Regions from separate parts of the Gossypium hirsutum genome. Here region 1 is linked to region 2. The links are chromatin contacts, called in public Hi-C maps. All regions are on one chromosome and are shown on one strand. The core of a region is the stretch at or near the end of the contact, and the rest is flanking DNA. Distances in the headings are between cores, read along the strand shown.

Evidence for each region. A called contact is a pair of places that touch in the nucleus more often than the background predicts.
Region 1: a Hi-C map of leaf shows a contact between it and region 2, with 1.9 times the contacts expected there. The contact joins the promoter of LOC107887189 here to the promoter of LOC107887160 in region 2. A contact is called at or near these places in 2 of 34 Hi-C or Micro-C datasets (callus and leaf).

What each region holds. Positions count from the first base shown.
Region 1 is chrA03:46,468,583-46,475,029 of Gossypium_hirsutum_v2.1, reverse strand. LOC107887189 (nudix hydrolase 4) reads right to left here and starts at 4,320. Exons shown (of 4, transcript XM_016811354.2): 1 at 3,787-4,320; 2 at 3,512-3,704; 3 at 3,292-3,420; 4 at 2,639-3,197. The coding sequence starts at 3,971. The coding sequence ends at 3,084.
Region 2 is chrA03:45,782,502-45,788,204 of Gossypium_hirsutum_v2.1, reverse strand. LOC107887160 reads right to left here and starts at 2,621. Exons shown (of 10, transcript XM_016811317.2): 1 at 2,258-2,621; 2 at 1,904-2,000; 3 at 1,660-1,810; 4 at 1,388-1,445; 5 at 1,179-1,300; 6 at 971-1,063; 7 at 540-812; 8 at 137-360. The coding sequence starts at 2,379.

The DNA of each region.
Region 1 (6,447 bases), core at 3,071-5,570, 690 kb before region 2:
ACACTGTCTTAGAAAAATTCATAAATCTCATAATATGAAATTATTTTGCTTACACTGTTTCTTCTATGAAAAACTAGACTCAATAGGATTTAATTTAATACTTTAGTTAATCTCTAATTCAATTTCTAAAAATTTTGGTGAATTTTCAAATTCAGACTACTGCTGTTATCCAAAACTGTTTTAGTGTAGAATGTTAATAACCAAATTTATAACACCTTCCTTTCCTTTCTCTACAATATTTCCCATCACTTCCTCTTATTTCCCTTCACTAACATATCAAGAACATAGAACCTTATATAATAAAACTCTACTTTAACATCATTTTCATACTTTTTCAATAATATCAAACTCAAAAATATATTGAAATCTTGATGTTCTTACATTGTCCTATTGATTTAAATCTTTAACTTGATTTTCTCTCTCCTTCAGCTTCTATCCCTTGAATCTAACTTGGTATTCTAGCTCCTTATAGTCTCCTTATTATTTTTCTCTTTTGGTAGCTATGGAAATTCTTTTGATATTTAAGTGCAAATGGTGAATTTTTGGTAAAATGACCAAATTGAAAAGAAAATTTCTTTCTTTTCTTCTCTTCTCACATGGGTGCATGGAAAGGTGATGATAATTCTTCATCTTTCTTTCCTTATATACTAAATAAAATAATAATAAAATATCTCATTAAAATATTAATAAAATAATTATAAAATATCATCAAAATATCTCTAATATCATCATTGTCTTCTAGAGCTCTCTCTCTTTATAATTGACCATTTTACCCTTTATGATCTTTTAAATTTTCATTCTTGATTCATCACTTAATTTGGTAAAATTACGATTTAGTCCTTCATAATTTTTCACCTATTCAATTTGGTCCTAATTCATCCATTTTTCTTAGTTTCTAGATCATTCCACCCTTAAAATAATTTCACTATTGGTACTTCAAATTTTTCATATTTTCACTTTAACCCCTCAAATTTTGAGTATTTACTGTTGGGCACAAAACTTTTCTCACTTTTGCGATTTAATCCTTTCTTGAATTAATATGTCATAATATATTTTTCAATATTGACATAACTCAAAAATTTCCTTTTTTGTCACTTTATTTCCTTATTTTACTATATTAAGAATAATATCTTACTTTTTTATTGTAGTAATTTTTAGGATATTATATATACACATAAAATATCTAAAAGGGTGAAAAACATCTATGGCCCAAGTAGAAATCTATTCTCATTCTAACATAACATAAAATGAGCAAGTTAAAAACCCAACAAAAACATTACTAATTAAAATAACCACATAAATAAAAAAAAAAAAAGAAAGAAAGAAAAGTCAACTTTTACGATATTCATTCCTATAAAACCCTTAGAAATTGAAAATATAAAAAAACATTACTAATTAAAATAACCACATAAATAAAATAAAAGAAAAAAAGAAAAGTCAACTTTTACGATATTCATTCCTATAAAACCCTTAGAAATTGAAAATATACATTTTATCGATATTAGATATAGATTAATATATTATAATGTAAAACATTTAAAATATTTTTAATTAGTGTGAATTTTTTAAATAAAATTAGTGAATTGAAAAAACTATTGATGCGAATGTAAGCAGAGAACAAAAAAAAAATTGAGAAAAATAAATACTATGAAAAAATAAAAATGGAAAAGAATGAAATGTAAAAAGAAAATATTAACTAAATATATTTAATGATTAATAATTATATTAATTCAATTTTAATATGATATTAAAAACTATTGAAAGTGCGAAGATTATCTTATCAATTACTTCACATACCAAGATTATCGTTATTAGTTCTTTTATATATAAATGTGAATAGTCTAAATTGATCTTCATTTGAAGCTGATTTTGTATTATATATAGATATAGATTAACTATTAGAGGAAAGGTTAAGTGAAAAGTAAAATTGAATGATAGATTTCTATATATTTAGGTGAAAAATAATCATATTTTTTATCATTTTTTCATTCTCTCTTCTCGTCCCTTCAATTTTTTATCTAATCAAAAACACACTCTAAATGTATTATTAATATTTTTACTATTTAATAATCAAAGAAATCAAGGGACGCTAAATCATAGTTCTATTGATATATATCATGACAATGTAACAACTATTGATAATTATAGTTTTTCTTTAAATTACATTAAAAATTTATGAAATAATGAAAGTATAAAAACATTAACAGTTTTCCTTTTTAATCTTAAATAAAAGTTATTTTAATTTTCTATTAAATTTTTTTATCTCTTTTAATTATTAAATTTACATTGTTTATCAAATCACAAAAAATAATAGAAACGTTAACATTTGTAAAATTTGTAATATACACATGACAGTCTAATTCAATTTTTAAAAAAAATTTAATAAATTTTAAATTTTTTAATATTTAAAAATTAATTAATTGCTGATATGATTTACATGACAACCTAAATGTATATCATGCCAGTAAAGTTAATTTTTGTTTACTTTTTCATTCATTTTAGAATACTATAATTTGACAAATAATATAAATTTAACATTTAAAAGAGACAAAAAATTAAAATAAATTTTTTATGTAAAATTAGAGGACTAAATATAATATTATTCCTAATAGAAATCATTAATAACACGACTCACGTATGAGATAAATATGAACACAAAATATATAAGTGTAAAACAAATTGGGAGAAATTACAAAGGATAGACTTTCGGTCATTCGGTGAAGAAATGAAAAATGAAATGTAGTGTAGACAATGGAATAAGCCTACGTGGCTGAATCCTGAACCGAGGACTTGTGAAACCAGTTGCTTAATCTATGTCCTTATCAATAACACGTGGCCTAACCAAACTCCAACCAGAGTTAAATGATCAGAGGTTAAATTCTGATGTGAATCATACTTTTTGTATGGATTCAAACCCCAAATCAAATGAATGAATCAATGAAAAAATTTTCTACCTACTGAAATGAATACCAGAACAAAACCAACAAATGTTCGGAAATCCAACGTTTTGATGTCTTCTTATTTACAATGATCTCTTTTCCTAACCCTACAAATTCAAACAACAAAACTCCATAGTTGCTACTTCATTTACTTCCTCCTTGGGCCGCACCTGCCTGCGTTTGTCGCCAAACCAACTCTTCTAAGGCTTCTATCATCCACAAATGCGGGCATTCTTCTCTAGCTTTCGACACTGTCACCTACATACATAACAATAACAACACATGTTCAGCTCTTTCGTACTCAGTTCATTATTAACATTTACATACATATATATGGCAGCCAAATACATACCCATTCCCGTTTTCGGATGTTTTTCTCAGGCCATCCATCTAACTCTTGCTTCACAAGCAGACCAAACATGTGGCCTTCATGGTATATACTTTGCCTTTTGCTCTTATAACACCATTTACCTAATTTACACTGCAAACATATATATACATCCATCCAGTTAAAATCAGAAAGAAATGGAATCAAGAGTTTGAAATGGAAAAGCCTATGGTAGATTACTAACTTCGATGACGCCAACTACACCGGCTTCCTCAACCGTCTCTCTAATGGCAGCTTCTTCCATGGATTCATCTTTCTCCCAACCCCCTTTGGGGAATAATATCCCTTTCCCATTTTGTGCATTTATTACAAGAACTTCAATCGCTTCCTCAATTGACTTGGCATCTTCGCTTTCCCTGTATCTGTAGGGAATGCACCTGCTCAAACCAAATATTGATAATTAGAATCCTTCTATTCAACCAAGCCAATCAAAAGAGGAGAAGGAAAGAAAAAGATTACCCAACAACTAAGCGGAAGCCTCTGTTATTATAGCGCTGCAAGTGCCTGCCGGTGCGAGGATATGAAACACGAGAAACCAATTTCTCAATTGGCATAGGCAATCTCGCAGGGATTTTCTCCAGGAGAGACAACAAAAAGTGGATCAATGAGGGAAATTTCATAAGCAACCCCGATATCCCTCCCATGGCTTCAGTTTCAGACAAAACAAAAAGCAGAAAATTTTGCAATAGAAAAAAAAATTGAAAATGGGTTTCTTTCGTTGTGGTTTTGCAGAGTTTTAGATTTATTCCTCTCTAATATTCAGATATAGAGATTGCAATTTGTAGATAGATATTTGGTGAAGAGCGTGGATGACAACCAAGAGAGAACCGCGTTTGGCTCTGTTTCAACCTGTTTAATATAGAGTGGAAGGAGACAAAGGAAAGAGATGCGAAACCTCTGTAAAACCGACGCGCCTGCACCATACGGCCATGTTTTTGATTTCAGACAGTCACTAAATTGTTTTTTTAATTAAAAAAGTCATCCTTCACACGTTAAGCATGTAATTTTCTTATTTATTTTATTTCTCATTATAATTATTACAAAATAAATCAATCAGTAGAAGATGACAAAAAACCCTTGAAAAGCTCTCGAATCTTAACTACTTAATAATAATCCAACCAATCCTATGTCCATTGCTCGGCTCCTAGTTACAAAATTAAAATGCATTTTCATAATTTTATTTTTATTTTAAGTAATTATTTGTTATCTAAAAATTTTTTAGACTCTTAAAAGTGTGACAAGTATTATATTTATTTATATAATTATTTTTTTAGTACATTTTATAATATATTTGTTAAACTTTAAATATAATTGTGAAGTCTAAAAATTTGAATAATCGTAAACGTTAAACCTTTACTATGAGATAATTCTTTTAATATTTAAAAGAATAAAATAAGTAACATTAAAAGTTTAGATATATTTAGTTTTAATTTTTTAAGTGGGTATCATAATCTAATCGTAAACGTTAAGCCTACTTATCACGTAATATCAATGTTGCTTGGGTCAAATTAAACTGGCTGATCAAATAAATTAGACCGGGAATTGGTTAGAGTATCGATCCGGAGTGGAAACTCGTTAGAGCATTGAACTGGTTAGAGTATTAATCAAATAGGCCAACTTATCATATATTTACACTATTATTTAAAATTTTAATTATTTCACTATAAATTTAATTGTAAAATTATCAAAAGTTTAACATTTTTATAAAACAACAAATATAAATTTGAGGTTATTTTTTTGGTCTTTTTACATAAATATATATATATTTAAAATATATGTGAGATTTGAATTCAATTCCTCAAAATTTTCCTTCTCTCAAATTTATCATTTCAAAAATTTGAAGTCACGGTTTATTTTTATATCAAAAGTTTTTTTTTGACATAATTAAAATACTGACAAATGTCAAATTGTCTATTCAGAAAAGACATTTTTATAGTTTTTGTAAGGCCTACAACCTTTTCTATTCACTAAATTTGTCTTTACAGTTTTATAGTTATCCTTAATTAAAATATAACTGAATTATATTATCTACATTAGCTCATGTATATATATATTTCAATTAATTATAAAAAGGTTGTCATATTTTATTTATAAAATATTAGTTTATGAAATTAATATAAAAATTTTAATCTCTATCATTTTACAACTTAACATATCACTTCAATTAATTAATTAGTAAATAATATAATATTTAAATGTTTAATTAATAAATATTTGAAATTAATTTTAACTTAATATTAAAAAATTACATTTATTTTTAGATATTAGATGTAAATTAAATTAAATGTTAAAAGATGATATTTGAATTCTGTATTCTAGCAGACAAGAAGAAAGAAAATGGTCAGGAGGTAGGAAAGACGCGCATGAGAGAGCGTTAGTTTGCGTTGAGTTGCCTCAGAAACACGTGGCAGTGTTGCATAGCAACTTGAGGAAGACTCAGTCTGAGAGTGGAGGAAGCGGTACCCGTACACGGTTTTAGGTGCCGCAATGCAATTGTGAAAGACAATTAATGCCCCATTTTGCTTTATCTTCATTTCCTTCCAGCCCCGTCAACTCCAACTTCTCATTTATTTATTGAATAATCAACCCCAGCAAGTTCTTTTTTACCTTTTACACCTTACAAAAGTATTTTCATATGCTTATGTAATTAATTCCTACCCTAACATCCTCGATTTTTAAAATCAACTATTAATAAAAAAAATATCAATTCACTACTACTCATGTCAAATTTCAACCCATTTCAATTAAATTAGTATCACACCATTAGATGTATAATTTATTTGCTAGAATTGTTGTGTACCAATATTGATATATTTTGATATATTATTTCAAATTTATTGATATTTTTTAAAAAAATTATTTAATATATGTATAAAAAATTATTTACAAATATCAAATAAATAATTTTAAATAAATTTTAAAATATAACATATTTATACATAGATTGATACACTATGATCAAATAAAATTTTTTATTATTTATGACCATAATAGTAAAAAGTAAAAAAAATTATATTTCTTAATATTATTTATACACCAGTCAATGCACAATGTTTTAACTAATGTGAACAAAATAGACCATAATTTTAATTAGTTCAAAAAAAAAGTTGATTGCATTGG
Region 2 (5,703 bases), core at 1,372-3,871:
CAGTAGAATACCAATTCTTTCATTGTTATTAAATTTCTTATACTTTCCCATCTACTTATAGTTTTTAATTATATTCTTCACATGCATAACTACAGAAAAAGAACTTGGAATTAAACTTCTTGAAAGCAAACGCTACCTTCAAAGATGTAGAGGGCTGATCTGACAACATAGACAAATCCTTCAAGCCTTTCTCTCTAGTTGCTTCTGATTTTTGCTTTTGTCTAGATTTGAACTGGACGAAACTTTTCTTATTGACTAATAAATCAGGGAAGCCCCAATCTTTTGTTGGATCAGAAGAATCATATGTTGACAAGGAAGCTAAATACCTTGGACATGGAGTTCGCAATTTGTACACTTGTCCTGAAATAAATAATGGCGGAGGGGGTACAACCTTACAAATTAGGAGCATTAACATTAGATTTCATGAAGAGAGTTGTTTTAGAAGAAGACATAATTTCCTCACTTCCTCCCGATCAAAACCCAAGAATCACCCTTTGTTTCGTTTGCAAAGTTGTTCTAGAGAAGTGGCAGATGCAAACCTGTTCTAACTCGTACCAGATCAAGATGAACTTCACATATGGGAGCAGTTTTTAATAGAACACCGCCAAGAGGCACGGAGGGGTGAACTTTAGCCGACCGCTTCACCAGCCGACCTATCAGTCTAGCCACTTGCTTTTTTCCATCCTCTTTTGGTTTTGTCACCATACTCCAATCCCACAAATCCACAACTGGAAATTCTAGCAAGGGCTCATCTTTGCAACGTGTGACTTGTCCGTATTGGGCTCGCCAGTTCTCTTCATCCCATGTATCACCTGAATGAAAATTTTCCAGTGTGTTCATTTAGACTCGTGGAACTTGTCCCACAGGAATCCCTTAAGAGTTAAAATTTGTAGGCAAAACTGAAGTAGATGTTTATTTCAAATAAATTGGATATCAGTCAAATGTAACAATAGCAACGTTGTCGCAAGACCTTCATATGGGACAACTTCACTTGAACCGCCCAAACCAAAGCTTTCCTCTGGGATCCATTCACCCTCGTCCAACTCGTACATCTCATCATTTCCTGCCCCTCAACAGAACACCGTTAGATAAGTTTCAGAACATAACCAACTTTTTACAATCATCTTCAGAAGCTAGCAAGCATTTAGAAATTTTGAACAAGCAAATTTGTGACAAACCATCAGTAGGAAACTTGAAATTCTCTTTTTCGTCTGTTTCCAACGAAATACTTGCATCAGCAGCAGAATTGGCAGCTAAGTTATACCCAGAAAGATAAAGGTCGATGAGTGTGTCTTCTAACCTGAATCAAGATGATACCTCAGTAAGAAAACACGTAATCAACTAGTTCAACCAAAATATAGGATATAAAATGTCAGAAGTAGCAAACCACTCTGATGGTGGTGGTGGCTGCTCAGATGCTTGAGCACTGGTGTCCTCTATCGGACCTGGTAATCAGAAGTACCGTGAATTGGTTTAAAGCACTAGAGCGAAAGAGAATCCAATCAACAGAACATTATTTACAAAAGTAGAACTTATTTTTGAGATGAAATTTTGTACTAATGAATCAGATTCACAGATTGCACCGCTCAAAGAAAACTTGTTCCTTCAACTACCCTTCAATCATTCCACAGCATAATATTGAGTAAAGAGAAATTTTACCTGTACTAGTAGATTCATCAGCAACATTTATAGTAGTATTCTGAGCATCAACTTCATTGCCCTGAGACGAAGAGCGATTATACTCGGGACCATTATAAGACGCAGTGGCACAAGGCTCATCTAAAACAGAATTATCAGCCACAGCTCCTTCCTGCAAAATCATTTTGGAATCAAAAACCTAACATGAAAAGCATACCGAACATAGGATTAATCATCCAGATAAAAGAAGGTATGAGCTAACTACCATGTCCAAAAGCACATAATTTCCATTCTCAAATGTGTAATAGAGACCATATTTACTGCTATAGTACCATCCGGCATCAGGATCATGGTAAAATCCACTACTGCAACAAATCAAACGAAGGCGTACGGTGCCAAAATGAACAAAAGATCATTGAGAGAGACAGAGAGAGGAAAAAAAAACCAATTGTATGACATATTGGGATAGAATCATCGAAGTTTAAAGGAAAAAAAATCTACAATTAATTTCTCAAATATAAAAAGTAATTTCATAAAAATGAGAGGAAGAATTAATAGTAATAGTTTATAGATAAATAAAAAATAAAATAGAAAATTTGAAGTAAATAAATAAATCAACCTGGCATGAAAATAGAGGTGAGTTTGAGGATCCCATACAAAAGAGTAATCGCTGCTGCTCTGCAAGTCCAACTCAGTGGAATCAGCCATTGTTTTATCACTTTCTTTGTCCTTCCTTTTCATGTGAAGAAATTTAATTTATAGAGTACCAAAATTGAAGGAACAAAAAGGAAAAGAGAGGGATGTTATTGTAAAGCCCCAAATGAAGAAGAAAAGACCCACCCCAACTTTACAATCAAATAACTTAATTCTCCATGAATGTGCCGAAATGAAATTTAACATAGAAAAACTACTTTAATGAAGAAGGGAGGGAACAGAGGCAGAAGCAACAAGAGAAACAGAAAGGAAAAAAAAAGGGTTAAAAAACATTAAAAAATTTAGTTTACACCGTTAATAATTTTTATTAACTATTTTGATATTTCCAAATTGATGGAATTGTATTTTGCTGACGACATAAGAGGGAGGGATCCACCAATAGAGTTATACTACATGCTAGGTGTCATTATTTGTTTTTCTCTGTAAAATATAACTACTTTTGGTATATACCATCACAACTTATCATTCAAAATAATTTTAATTTCACTTACCAAAAAAAATAAATTTAATATTCCATGAATACAACCTTAAATTTTATTTAAAATTATTATACATTTTAATTTATGCATAACATTACTAAAAATATTTTCTTTCGTATATCTAGACTTGTTCATAGGTTAAGCCATCCGATTCAGTCTAAAACTCTGCTCGAAAAGTGTTAGGATTTAGACAAAAATATAGACCAACAAATAGATTTGGGCAAAAACAATAAGACATATTTAAAAATAGGTCGGGCCTTGGATAATGTATTTTTTGCCCGGGCCCGACCCAAATTCACAAAAGGACAATTTTTTTTACTATTTTTGTTGTTTTGATGATATTTTTTTGTTGTTTTTATTTCTCTATTTTACTATCTTTTTACTATTATATTAGTACTATTTTATTATTATTGTTTAGATAATATATAACATTATTTTTTTGTTAATTTTATTATTATTTTAAAAATATTTACTTGTTAAATTGCAACTATTTTAATGTTATTATTCAATCTTATTTTTTATTTAAATTCAAGTCAGAAACTGCTAAGGATTAAAATTTTTCTACCTATTTAATATGTATACATCTTACCGATAAATATAATTGCTTTATATATATGAATTCGGTATCTTTTTTTTGGTGTTTTATTTATATTGCTTCTTAAGCCCAATTTATACCCAGGGCCCAATACATTTAAAACCCAAAACAATTAACAAAACAAACTTAATCCAATCTCTAAGCCCAATACAAACCATTACCCAAACCCTAAACCCATCAGACTTAAACCCAAAACAACCCTAACAGCCCAACAAAATTAAAGAAAAATGAAAACTCTAGCATCTAACACCCTCAGCCGCTGCAACCGTGGAGGTTCCCAAGCACCGCACGTCGCGCGTCCCTCCGCGTCGTGCACTCCTCTACTAGGCCACATCAAAGACGTGCTCAAATGAACCTACAAACAAGCAAAATAAGTTGTAAAATAGGCTATAAAAGTCTTTGGAAAGTATTGTAATGGGTTTTTTTTATTTTAGAAAAAAGAGGGAGATAGATACAAAAATCAAACATATACAGAAATCAATAGCAACAATATTGGTTAAAGGTGATTCTAAGTCCCATTTTTCTTTCTATTTTTGGCTGCTGTCTCTTTGATTTATCTACTGCTTGAAAAAACAACAAAAGGGGAAAAGGGGAACTCGCCTTTGGTTCATCGATTGGAGCCTCGGTTTAGGTCTTTTCCCTTCGTTCTCCTGATGTTGAGAGGCGACTAAGTCTCTGAGTATGGCCTGAGCGGAGTCGGAGACTCTCTTCACGCATTACCGACTACCGAATTTGATGGTGGTACTGTGGAGGCTAAAACCTACAGGGTTTTTTAGAGTAAAAGAGAAAGCTTTTGGTTTCTAAGAAAAAGGGTTTTAATGTTGTAAGAAAAAAAAATAATGGTCAATTAATTTTGAAACAGTACTTTGGGGGGTGAAAAGTAGTCTGCGCATTAATCCATATGTTGGATTTGCTCATTCTCCCCTTTAAGGGGTTATTTGCGTAGTTAGTTCCCCATCTCTGCATTGCTGTCCGATTAGGCCAATGTTTTCTCTTTTATTTTTTTTAAAATTTTTCCCAGGAACTTTATATCAGTTTAGTTTTAATCCTCGCCTAAACACGGTGTTTTGGGGTTTTGGGATATTTTCCGCTTAAATCCCCGAATATGTGGGCGCATGTTTTTTGGTCCTTGATCCTGTTCTAATAATTTGCTTTGTTTATAAATTATCCCTTTAGTTTTACTTTTATTTCAATTAAGTTTCTAAGTTATTCATTTTTTAAAAAAAAATACTATTTAAACATATGATTTTGAATTATTTTATTTCATACTGTTTTATTTTCATTTGAATTTTTTTTTTTACATTTTATCTCATAGCACACTTTTTTTGATTTTTTTTTTGTTATAAGTATTCTTTGCTTTAATATTACGCTATTATTTTTATTAAATTGCTTGTATTGTATATATATACTATTTGTTTTAAATTGATATACAAATATAGATATGGTTTTGTATAATTCATTTTAGCTTACTTCACACGTGACATTTATTCTAAAATTAGTTTATATATTATTTTACATATTAATATTTTTTCCCTTTTCTCTTCATTTCATGTGAATTATTTATTTATATGCATACTATTTGCCTGGAAGTATTTATATTTTGTATATTATGTATTTTGTTTTTTAGTACTTTTTCAAAACTCCTTCATATATTACTCGTTTTTTGTTGTTTGTATATCGGTGATTTCACATTTTTCATTTCTCACATTATTAATTCTTCTTTATTTTAAAACTTGCTTCATTTCATTTGTGTTCATTTGCTTGGCACTTTTCTAAAAATTGAATTGTAATTCATTGGCCTTTGTGTGTTAATATTAGTCTTTGCATAAAGTATGTAGCCATTACATATACCTTCTTGTCATATGATTATGATTTATTTGCCTAGAACTTTTGCCATGTAATATTATGCATGTTCGTGATTATGTTCTTATCTCCTACTATCATTGTGATTTAAATTCCAACTTATGTGGCCAACATTAGTGGTTTCATTTCTTCTCCAAACAAACCCAAACAAGTATATTCTGATTCGGCTTTTATCATCGTTAATTCAAACCCTCTCAACTTCGAAGAATTCGAAGAATCGTGCCCTAACGTACTGGGTTTCGCTTTCTTTGTTTGTCTTGAATATTCGAATATCCTCTTACCAGTTCACTCTAAAAAATTTTCAAAATAAAGGCAATGTTCGGTATTTAAAGAATTTGAAGAATCGTGCCCTAACGTACTGGGTTTCGCTTTCTTTGTTTGTTTTGAATATTCGAATATCCTCTTAAGGCTAAA